Linked DNA regions of Mus musculus: all the other regions are linked to region 3. A link is a contact called in public promoter capture Hi-C data. All regions are on one chromosome and are shown on one strand. Each heading gives the region's core, a stretch centred on a gene start, on an enhancer-like site or on the middle of the called end of the contact. The rest is flanking DNA. Distances are from core to core; before and after follow the strand shown.

The links. Promoter capture Hi-C pulls out the DNA fragments that hold promoters and counts their contacts. Capture Hi-C pulls out chosen DNA fragments and counts their contacts.
Region 1: a promoter capture Hi-C map of liver shows a contact between it and region 3. The contact joins the promoter of Fgl1 here to the promoter of Slc7a2 in region 3. A contact is called at or near these places in 3 of 39 promoter capture datasets (cranial neural crest, liver and maxillary cranial neural crest), 1 of 115 datasets of contacts at active chromatin or transcription factors (bone marrow-derived macrophages) and 1 of 9 other capture datasets (liver).
Region 2: a contact with region 3 is called in a promoter capture Hi-C map of stem cell-derived epiblast-like cells, with 5 times the contacts expected there. The contact joins the promoter of Zdhhc2 here to the promoter of Slc7a2 in region 3. A contact is called at or near these places in 3 of 39 promoter capture datasets (cranial neural crest, embryonic stem cells and stem cell-derived epiblast-like cells), 3 of 484 Hi-C or Micro-C datasets (embryonic stem cells and nephron progenitors) and 2 of 115 datasets of contacts at active chromatin or transcription factors (both in embryonic stem cells).

The regions. Positions count from the first base shown.
Region 1 is chr8:41,212,419-41,216,493 of GRCm38.p6, forward strand. Fgl1 (fibrinogen-like protein 1) reads right to left here and starts at 2,738. Exons shown (of 8, transcript NM_145594.2): 1 at 2,668-2,738.
Region 2 is chr8:40,422,394-40,426,442 of GRCm38.p6, forward strand. Zdhhc2 (zinc finger, DHHC domain containing 2) reads left to right here and starts at 1,422. Exons shown (of 13, transcript NM_178395.4): 1 at 1,422-1,776. The coding sequence starts at 1,650.
Region 3 is chr8:40,860,311-40,864,077 of GRCm38.p6, forward strand. Slc7a2 (solute carrier family 7 (cationic amino acid transporter, y+ system), member 2) reads left to right here and starts at 2,057. Exons shown (of 12, transcript NM_007514.3): 1 at 2,057-2,247.

The DNA of each region.
Region 1 (4,075 bases), core at 1,488-3,987, 350 kb after region 3:
AGCCCCATGAAACTAAAAAGCCGTGGCAAAGAGCATGATCATTTGAGTGAAAAGGCCGTCTACAGTATAGGGCAAATCTTTACCTGTTTTACATCTGACAGAAGATTACTATCTGGAGCATACAAAGAACTCAAAAAACACCAAGGAAACAAACGACCCAACTTAAAAAAAAAGAAAAAAGAAAAAAAGAAACATGGAACTAAACAGAATTCTCAGAGGTAAGTTATAAATCTAGATGAGAAACATTTTTTATTTCAACAGAATATATTTATTTGTTTAATTTTTAAATATAGCAAAGGATAAGGAGTTACAGAGACAAAGTTTGGAGCTGAGATGAAAGGATGGACCATGTAGAGACTGTCATATCCAGGGATCCACCCCATAATCAGCATCCAAACGCTGACACCATTGCATACACTAGCAAGATTTTATCGAAAGGACCCAGATGTAGCTGTCTCTTGTGAGACTATGCCGGGGCCTAGCAAACACAGAAGTGGATGCTCACAGTCAGCTAATGGAGGGATCATAGGGCTCCCAATGGAGGAGCTAGAGAAAGTAGCCAAGGAGCTAAAGGGATCTGCAACCCTATAGGTGGAACAACATTATGAACTAACCAGTACCCCGGAGCTCTTGACTCTAGCTGCATATATATCAAAAGATGGCCTAGTCGGCCATCACTGGAAAGAGAGGCCCATTGGACTTGCAAACTTTATATGCCCCAGTACAGGGGAACACCAGGGCCAAAAAGGGGGAGTGGGTGGGCAGGGGAGTGGGGGTGGGTGGATATGGGGGACTTTTGGTATAGCATTGGAAATGTAAATGAGTTAAATACCTAATAAAAAATGGAAAAAAAATATAGCAAAGGATAAAAATCTCAATTTAATACCCAACACTTTATTTGACGATCTTAAAAGCATTGAATTCTCAACAGCTGTACATCCAGAGAAACATTTTTGTTTTAATGTTCAACATGCTTGGCCGTTAGGGATAGACTAATTAAAACTACTTTGAGGTTTCATCTTATCCCAGTCAGAATGGCCAAGTTAAAGAAGAAGAAAACCAGCGGCTAGCATGGATACGGGGAAAGAGGGACTATTATCCACCACTGGTGGGTAGAGGGAGAATTTTGGTTTTTTTAAAAACCCATTCATGTTATGCAAATATGTTTTTGTTTTAATCCCAGGTGTGGGGTATGGGATGCTTCAGATTGTCCACAGCAGCTAACTATGATTCGTCTTGTGGTCTGGCATGGGTGTGATACTGCCAGCTGAAGATATTTTATGTTTGGAATTCCAGGAACTCTTGCGAGGCTAGAAAAATGCCCTAGCTCCAAGAGGCTGCGGCAGCTACTGGTCTCTGCTGCTGCTGTTTGCCCGTCTTTCTTGTTGGCTGGATGACTGCCTGTTTCTAGTTGTAGATATCCTGATGATGGAAGATTGGTTTTCCTCCAAGGAACTTGATGCCACTACTCATCAGGAAGTAGTCTAAAGAGACCTGTTCTCCTTTCCCCTCTAGCCTTCTTTTTTGCCTACCCGGGATTGGGCGGTTGGAAGGGGTTGGGGTAGAGAAGAGTGGTAGGTAAAAGAACCTAATAAAGTAGCCAAAAAGTATGGTTACAGGTAGGAGTATAACTGGTCCAGCCACTATGTAAAGGTTCCTCAAAGAGCTAGAAGTAGATCTACCATGAGATCCAGCTGAATCACTCTGGATCAGATACCCCAAAGACTATAGTTTGCTGTTACGGTATGAGTACACCACGGTCATTGCTGTTCTATTCATGGTAGCCAGGAAATGGAAGTGGCCCCAATATCCAACTATGATGAATGGATAATGAAAACCTAGTAGTACACTGACAAGAGTCCTACCCACGAGAGTCACATTCTACCACTGAACTGCACCCCCACCTTCTTAAAATGATTTATATCAAATAAGAAAGCCTGTCTGAGAGCAGATATTTGAAGGTAATTTCAATGCATACCTTTATAATAATTTGAAAATATAATGATTTCTAATTCAAAATACCTAAAGCAAAAATACTATAAAAGAAATACAACTAGGCATAGTGAATGATAAGGATCAGGATGATGTTATATAAACTAGATGTACCAAATAAGGATGGTTTACTAACATGAATAATGAAGACTAGATTGTCAGTGCAGCTGTGTCCAATCGGAGAATGTTGTATTGATTTTATAATCTCCATCAGGGATTTCTACCCTGCCTTTGATCATTCATTCAGTTCCCAGATAATATATATTCATAATTATTTATATTTTAAATATATTTTACATTTATAATAAGTCTTAAAAGCACTAGAGCTGGGCAGGTATCTAGCCTCTATGTCTATTTCCCTGCAAACAACCCTGAGATATGTCTTGCCATATTTCACCTTGGCCAGTCTTACCCTACTCTGTTTTTAATTCTGTAGGCTGAAATGGAAAGTTCTACTGTGAATCCCCATCTAACTCATTTGAAATACAAGGAGACTAGAAACTAATTAAATTCTAAATCTCTCCTCCAAGTTGCAAGCAACTCTGCTTTATTGTCAGTCATCTCAATCTCTTTCGAAAGCCAAAGGCTACTTTCTGAGTCCTGGTGTCTGCCATTCGCTGTCATGAAAGAGTCACCATTATTACAGTCCAGTCAGCAGTACAGATAATAACTTACCTCAAGTCAAAATGAATCAGGACTTAGCTAGGCTCAGTCCATCCACACAGAGCCTCCCAGGAACTTCTAACTGAAGTCAGAATTACAAACGGTTTTCCCCATTATTTGATTAGAGGCAGGCAAAGTTGACTCTGGCTCTAATCCAGAAACAACATGAGGAAATCAGTTTTACTGGAAGGAATAAAAAACAAAAAACAAACAAACAAAAAAAACCAAAAAAAACCAAAAAACCAAAAACAAAAAAAAACAACTGGAGGGCAAGCTCCAATACTTTTTTTTTTTGTCTTGTTTTGTTTTGTTTTGTTTTGTTTTTTGAGACAGGGTTTCTCTGTGTAGCCCTGGCTGTCCTGGAACTCACTTTGTAGTCCAGGCTGGCCTCGAACTCAGAAATCTGCCTGCCTCTGCCTCCCAAGTGCTGGGATTAAAGGGGTGTGCCACCACCACTGGCCCCAATACTCTTATATTCTCAATTTCTCCTCCGTGCAGGACATTTTATTGGATTACATATCTTTATGTCAGCCTTTTATAGTTGTGTTCATCCAGAGAATTTTATACTTCATCCTAAAAGTCAAAGCCATCTGAAACTTTGCCTTACAGATAGATAGTAAAGTTAAGAAACTGCCAGCTGCAAAGGAGGAAACTAAAGTATCATTTCAACTAAGACAGGGACAGAGGCTGCGTTTTTCTTAGGTATGAAAACACCACCACCACAAGCTTATAACGGACGCAATGGACCCATCAGTTTACTTGATCCTTTTTTATTATGATTTTTCTTTATTCTTGAGAACTTCAGATATGAAAACATGAAATATGACCATATCCACATCCCATTCTCCTCCAAGTTTCCCCATGTCGTCTTCCCAACTTCACCTTTTTTTTTTTTTTTTTTGATACCACCCTAAATTCCCATCAGGGCAGCACATGTGTGCATGAATCTGGGACTGTCCATTAGTAACAGCGTTCTCTGATATGTAAGATTGTGCCCCTTCCTGTAAGCATTAGCCATGCTCTTACTAGCTGTTCTTTTTGCTTTTAAAGCCTCTGGAGCCGCTTTTATTGTGTAAAAGGTAACTTTTTCAGTTCCACTAATCTTGTGTAACCATCTCAGACTGGAAACCAGGTGATCGCTTCTCGTCGATTTTGATGTAACGCAAGCAGTTGTTTGCCATCTGTTCTGTTGCCCCTATTTCTTAACTCAGATTCCGGTAAAAAGTAGAGTGTTTCCCTTCTGTCCTAGGTGAGTCACTGAGCAGAGAGCTTTGCCTGTATTTGACCTTCCCATTAAACACTTTCTGACGATTGACTTAGAAAATTTGGAAGTTCTTATAGAAAAGTTAGTCCCAATGGCTTAAAAAATTAACAATAATAAGGCAATGACATTTAGGCTGAAGTGATCTACACACACAGG
Region 2 (4,049 bases), core at 172-2,671, 440 kb before region 3:
CTGGCCCTGGCAATCCCCTATACTGGGGCATAGAACCTTCACAGGACTAAGGGCCTCTCCTCCCATTGATGACCGAATAGGCCATCCTCTGCTATATACGCATGAGTCCCACCTCCTGTTTTCTCTGATTGGTGGTTTAGTCCCAGGGAGCTCTGGGGGTGCCGGTGAGCGAGGTTGTTTCTGCGTTGATGCAGTAGCTGTTTCAGGAACATTGGCTTGATATTTAATCCAGTCTTGGGAAGATAATTGAAAAGCCAGGAGGACATAATTGGAGCTGGGTTTCTATACTTCAGCATTCTTATCACGTTTATCAAGTAATTCTACCCAATCTGGTTGTGTGGAGTAAATATAGTATTCATTAATGATATCTGGTACCTGTTACACATACTAATTGTTTATATAATGGGAGGAGTAATCTCAGAAACACGTTCCTTTCCCATTCACCAACAATTAACTGTGGGATGTTTGTTCTAACTACCATTAGAATCACGTTCCAGTGGTTTTGACAACCGCTTTAAACTCTACTATATGCTAAATTTAGAATCGCTATCACAACCAAAATCACTGTCAGGCTGGATAGGATGGGAAAGAACGCAGAGAAGGAATCGCTTGGCTCTTGGGAGATGGGGACGGTAAACTTTACTCTTAGAATCACAAGACAGTTTAACACAAAAAGAGAGAATCTTCTCTCAGCAAAGATCTGCCAGCCCTAACTCTAGTTACTGTCAATGGATTCACAACGTAAAATTCAACTTGCTCCCTCTGGCTAGGGCCTCTGGCAACCCTCTTCATGGCGATCTGGGCACCTAGGTAGGCGTTCTCATGCCCAAACACCATCATTTCGCTGGTCTGTTCTGGAAACTGACCGCACTTTGGCTACTCTCAGCCAGTTTACTGGCACCCACAAGTTAAAGCGAGAATTTTCCTGACAGATGCAAGGGTGAGGGCCTGGGCGCCTAAGGACTTGGCGCAATCCTCCCTGGGCCTGGCCGGTGAGGAGTGGGATAGCAACTGGCTGGTCCCGGGGGCGGGGCGAAGAGGGGCTGACGCTCGTCCTCCTACAAGCGACACCTTGCAGCTCGTCCCCCTCCGATCCGCGCCCTGGGAGTGGCTTGCGGCTGGGGAGGGTGACCCAAAGCGAGTGTCAATTCTCATCACAGTCCCGCGATCCAGGGCCAAGTGCAGGGGCGGGAGGGCCAAGGTGGGCACCGGGTCGCCACCTCGAGCGCCCCTGCGGTGGCCCAGGGCAAGGGCGCACGGGTAGCCGAGAGTCCGAGGGCGCCGTGGGAGTCCGCGTCCGGATCCCTGCACCCGCCCGAGGGCGCAGCCCGCCGCGCAGTGGGAGGCAGCGAGGCGGGGACCGGGCGGGGACCAGGCGGGGGCGGAGCGGAGCTTCCCGCCGCCTCGTCGCCTTCGTCCTCCTACTCTGAGCCGCCGCCTCAGCCCGGCAGAGCAGCGGGAGTCCGCGGCGCCCGCTCGCTGCCGCGGGATGGGGAGCTAGCGCCACGGCGGCCGCGGTGGCCGCAGCACAGCCAGCCGCCGCCCCCGGGCCTGTCCCGTCGGGTGCTCCGGGAGCCCCGAGCCCGGCCCCGAGCCAGGCCCACGGGCGGCGGCGGCGGCAGAGCTGGGCAGGTGTCTGCGGCTGGAAGATGGCGCCCTCGGGCTCGGGCGGCGTGAGGCGGCGGTGCCGGCGGGTGCTCTACTGGATCCCGGTGGTGTTCATCAGCTTGCTGCTGGGCTGGTCCTACTACGCCTACGCCATCCAGCTGTGCATAGGTGAGTGGGTGCCCGCGTCCCGAACCCCACACGCTGTCCCCTCGCGGTCCCGGGACTACAGCCCCGCTCTGCGATTGCTTCCACTCTGTGCATCCGCTGGGTTCTCCCCACCCCGCCGCGCGCCCTGGGCGCTTCCCAATACCTGCTTGCCTGCCGCCCCAAACCTCTCTCCCCACCACCACCACCCCAAGCGGAGGTCAGCCGGCCTCCTGGAGACCTCCTGCACTCTGTCACTCCCTTGGTCTCCCCTTGCCGCTTTTGGGTTACTGGGTCACCTCCACCCCAGGACGCACGGCCAGGAGTACCCCCTTCTGCCTTTTACTCACCACTGCCACCCCAGCCACACCCTCTCACCGAGCAGGACAGAACAGGGGACCACTGTGGTCACTGAGGCTGGGAAGCTGCCCTGGAGGCCGGAGAAGCTGCCCTGAAGGCTGGGCCAAGAATCAGAGCTGCGCCAGATATGCGATGGGGAAACACTGGCCTTAACCTCGCTCGGATGGCAGAGCCAGCTTCTTTTCTGATGGCCATAGACCCACTTTTTAAAAAATGATAACAGTACTCACGAGCGTTGTAACCGCCTGTGTGGTTTGAGGGTTGATAATTAGCCACTTTCTAATTCAAAAGGAGGCAGGAAGGGCGAGCCACTAGAAAGTATCTTTCGAAGACCTGTGAGAAATATAGAAGACTATAGTTTAGATGCTGGGAAAATAGAGAGCGGGGCAGGAAAACCATCATCTGAAGTGCATAGCATCCAGAGAACCAAGTGCCCCAGTCCAAGATAAAGCTCCTGAATTGGTGGGTGGGGCACTTTCAGCACTGAAGATTTGTTTTTTTAAGGTTGATTATTCATAAGCAGGGAATACAGTTATGAAGCTTAATGTAAACTTTCTGCCTTAGGAGGTTCCGTGAAAGCTGATGTGTGTTATCAGGAAGAAATGTTCACACAGGGGATGACTCTTCTGCCAGGGATACGTGAATATTTTGTCTGATGTTTACCCACTGAACTTACTAACCTTTGCCCTAACCAAGTACTAGCCTAGGGTGGGACAAGGAGGAAATAGGGTCTGTTTCCTTAAAGCTTTGCAACTTGAGTAGTTTCAAAGCTTCGTGCATGAAGTGCAAAACCTTCTCTGAAGCCATCTCAGCTCCAAATGTCGGTCCTATGAGAAATGGTGTCAAGATGATAACACCAAAATAATTTTGACATCACTTTCAAGATAATTGAACCTATCTTCCCATTTCATATAGTTTTAAAATTTGCTATTATTACCTTGTCGACTAGATTCAGAAACAACATTTTAATCCCAATTAGGTGAAAATTCTAATTTTTGATTTAAAGATTTTTAAAAGTGGTCTATACTGACATCTTCCTGACAATGCATAAGAATATGTAATAAGTAGTCATGTACAATGTACAGGAAGAGCGTTAAAGAAAGAAATTAAAGTTTCTGTATTAACAGTTAATCTGTAAATAGGTTGCTTACTGATATATACTGTATATGTTATGTAACTATTGGGAAACTTTGTACTGTTTGATTCCTTCATCTCTGGGAAATAATAACATCATTTGTTGCAAAAGAGGAATGCCCTAGAAGGCCTTCACTGTCAAAATAGCCAGCTTGTTCTTTATTATCACATTAAGCTAAGAAGCTTAGCCTGGCATAATAGCTCATGTCCGTCAAAAGGAAGCATTTGAAGGCACAGAGGGTTCCCTCCATCACAAGTAGCAGATGCTCCATAGGGGGTTTTATTTTACTAAGTAGACAGATGACTAAGGAACTGCATAGAGAATGGTTACTATACCTGAACCATAGTGTGCTGTGTGTGTGTGTGTGTGTGTGTGTGTGTGTGTGTGTGTGTGTGTGTAGTCTTTGCTTATGTGCATGTGTGAGCAGATTCACTATCCCATGCTGGTGAGCCAAAAGTCAGTATTGGGTATCTTCCTCAATAATTCTCCAATTTCCCTTCTGAGACACATTCTCTTACTGAAACTGGAGCTTACCTTTTTCCACTAGCCTGGCAGGCCAGCAAGCCCCAGGGTGGACCTGTCTCCACTGACTAGAGCTAGGATCACAGGCCTGTACTCATCCAGCTTTTAGATGGCTCTGTGGCTCAGAGAGAGTCTGAACTCAGGACCTCGTGCTTGCATAGTGAACGCTTTACCCACTGCTGAGCCATCTCCCCAGCCCCTGAGCCATACTTTATGTATATTTCCATCATTTTAAAGTAAGCTATCTGTGGTATCCAAGTCACCCTTTTCATAAGTGACC
Region 3 (3,767 bases), core at 807-3,306:
ATAGCCAGAAGCTGGAAAGAACCCAGATGCCCCTCAACAGAGGAATGGATACAGAAAATGTGGTACATCTACACAATGGAGTACTACTCAGCTATTAAAAAGAATGAATTTATGAAATTCCTAGCCAAATGGATGGACCTGGAGGGCATCATCCTGAGTGAGGTAACACATTCACAAAGGAACTCACACAATATGTACTCACTGATAAGTGGATATTAGCCCAAAACCTAGGATACCCAAGATATAAGATACAATTTCCTAAACACATGAATCTCAAGAAAAATGAAGACTGAAGTGTGGACACTATGCCCCTCCTTAGAAGTGGGAACAAAACACCCTTGGAAGGAGTTACAGAGACAAAGTTTGGAGCTGAGATGAAAGGATGGACCATGTAGAGACTGCCTTATCCAGGGATCCACCCCATAATCAGCATCCAAACGCTGACACCATTGCATACACTAGCAAGATTTTATCGAAAGGACCCAGATGTAGCTGTCTCTTGTGAGACTATGCCGGGGCCTAGCAAACACAGAAGTGGATGCCCACAGTCAGCTAATGGATGGATCACAGGGCTCCCAATGGAGGAGGTAGAGAAAGTACCCAAGGAGCTAAAGGGATCTGCAACCCTATAGGTGGATCAACATTATGAACTAACCAGTACCCCGGAGCTCTTGACTCTTGCTGCATATGTATCAAAAGATGGCCTAGTCGGCCATCACTGGAAAGAGAGGCCCATTGGACACACAAACTTTATATGCCCCAGAACAGGGGAACGCCAGGGCCAAAAAGGGGGAGTGGGCGGGTAGGGGAGTGGGGGTGGGTGGGTATGGGGGACTTTTGGTATAGCATTGGAAATGTAAATGAGCTAAATACCTAATAAAAAATGGAAAGAAAAAAAAAAGAACCAAAAAAAAAAAGGAGTTAGCATAGAGAAATCATGATAAAATGTAAGAGGTGAATGCTGATGGTCTTAATTGATTACTACATGTATTCTATCAGTTCCCTCACAGTAGCTATGCTCTATAGACCTGGACTCATCCCGGAGAACAATGGACAACTTCACTGGATACGCAACCTCTGAAGATGGCAACAGATATTGTGTACATGTGCCATTTCTGGAGCAAGCCCCTTGTTATTCAGCAAAATTCCTTAGAAAGTCCTACTTTAAAGAAGAACGATCAGAGGATCTCATTAAACCTAGGTACTGCGTCACATGAATGAGCACTTGGCTAGTCTTACTAGTAGGATTGAATAAAAGGCCCTTTTACCACAATATGAAGCCAGAAAAGATAGCCCTTCCTACCAAGCCACAATAACATACAATGATATTCAATTCTGTGCCAGGGCTCCGATTCATTTTTGTGTTAAAATCAAGAGTTTCACATTGTGACTTTAATCTTATCAGAGACTTCTAAAGCAAATAGCACAGAATGAAAAACCTCGATTGTGTAACTTCTGTTTTTGCTGGCTATGAAATACCAAGTATCCGTTTCTTTAAAAACCCACTTCCAAATAACCATGACTATGACCTGCCTATTCACGAGTCTGGAATCTTCAAGTTTTGATTTCATTACAGAACGTGATACTTTTTAACAAAGCTCATCTATCTGGGCTTCTAGTTTATTATGATCATATACTACTATTTTTATGTTCCCAATTCTCAATGAGAGAGGGAGAGAAAGAGGGAGGGAGGGAGAGAGGGAAGAAGAGGAAAAGAATCCTGCTTAGAAGAAACCTCAGAAATGTCCCCCACCCCACCCCCAGATTGGGTTCTGCCAAGGAAAAGGGGCATTTCCCCTCTGCCAAACCCTGCGTCTCCGACCCACGCCCACCCACCCCAGCGGGCAAGCGTGTAATCCACGTGCGCGCGCGCCCTGATCCTGACCCTGACCTTTCAGAAGCTTGGAGTTAGACACCGCCTTCCTGGAGTCTCTGCGCGCCCGCCCGCCGAGCCGTGACAAACGCTCCAGGCGAGGGTCGCGAGCACGAGGGAGGGGCGGGACGGCCCCCGCCCCTCGCTGCCCCGCCCCACTCCGCCCCGCCCCTCCGCCTCTACTCAGAGGGGTGCCCACGTGCCCAGCCCGCCTTCTGCAAGCTCGGCGGCGGGAGCTTCTGTCTGCGCGGACCTGGAAAGGCTGCTGCTGCTGCTCGTCCAACCTTCGCGAGCTTGGAATCCGCAGAGCGCTGCAGCCTCTCGCTCGCCCGTGCCTGTTCCCGTCCCCGTCGCGCGGCCAGGGCACTGCCCCAGTAAGTTGCGGGTAGAGCGCGGGGGCCCCCCGAAGGGAAGCGAGCGGTGGAGCGCGGGCGTTCAGGCCGCGTCCAGCTGCTTGCAGCTGCCCGGAGGCCTCGCTCCAGCGACTGCTGAGCGGAGCGTCGGGGGCACTGGGGACGGGGACTGCCGCTCAGGACCCTGGGTCTCCGGCCTGCACCCGGGGCTACTACCCTCCTCCTCTTGTCGGTCCCCGGTGCCGCTGGCTGACTCTCACTCGAGGCGTGCAGATCCCGCAACGGCCACGCGGGTCGCAGAACTTGGACATAGGGACTGGGACTCCCCGAGTGTTCCTAGTCACTAGAGTTCTGGGAGACCCTGGGTATCTCTCTCTGGAAGGGTAGCCCGCCTCCACACCCTGCAGGAGGAGTGGTCCCCCAAGTCGTCTTTCACTCCCTTGGGGTTCTTGGTTTAAATTTGGAACAAGACTTGGATCGCCACGAAGCCTTTTCCCATCTTGCTGTGGATTGGGTAAGTCAGGTAAAATGACCTCCCCTGGGGGAGTCTCTATGGGTGTTTTAAAGTAAATAAGTGCAGTACTAAGCACTTGAGTTGTTCTGTGTGCCTTTTAATACCGTTTCACGAAGTCTTCAGCCTTGAGTACCTTAAAACCTTCGTTTCAGATAGTGGATTCGACTAGTCTGCACCGCCTTCAGTTGTCCCATATGTGCAGTGTAAGGTAATCCTATAATTATTTCAAAGAAATAGGTGCTATAAAAGTCATAGATGACTCTCAAACTAAAAACTGCCTAGATGCCAGAAGTAGAGTTAATCCAATACAAACTTTAAACTATGAAAAACTGTCTTCAACGCCATTTAGGTAATGACTTCCTTGGGACTACAGTATTAGATCCATGTGGGTCCGTTCTTCGCTAGAATGGAGCAGACTCTACGACTTGGGCTGTGTAGTTAAGTGTGTCTGCCCTGAAACTTCGTTCTTGCCTGAGGCATGCTTTTGAAATGTGTTTTTCTTTTCTGCCTCCATATTAATATTTGTATTCTTGGTAAAGAGCAATACTTTGTTGTCTCTGGCTAGGAGCTGTACTGTTGGAGAACGTTCTATTTTATTTATATATATACTTTTTGTGCGCTTAGATCTTTCTTTTCTTCTAATCACACCAAAATAGAATAAAGAAATGATACATCCTCTCAAAGGAACATTTTCCCGTTCCTTATACTAAAATGTTGCAGCTTGGCAACCATCCAGGAGCGAATCCCGAGGCAACCTTACATGTTTGCTCCTTTGCTCCTCATGGTCTTCCCCCTGTGAGTGTCATTTACATTAAGGCATCTTAATCTTTGGGGCTGTGTCCTGACTGAAGATCAGATTAGAGCTTCTTGGTATCTGCAGAGATTCAGTTTGCAGAACCCTGACCTTCACCTTGTCAGCCAAGCTCTTTTGATTCCGGTCTCCAGGTTTTCTCACTGGGTTTAGAGTTAAGAGTCAGGAAAGAGGAATGGCAGCTAGAAGGACAGTCTGGGAGCTTTGGACATTTAA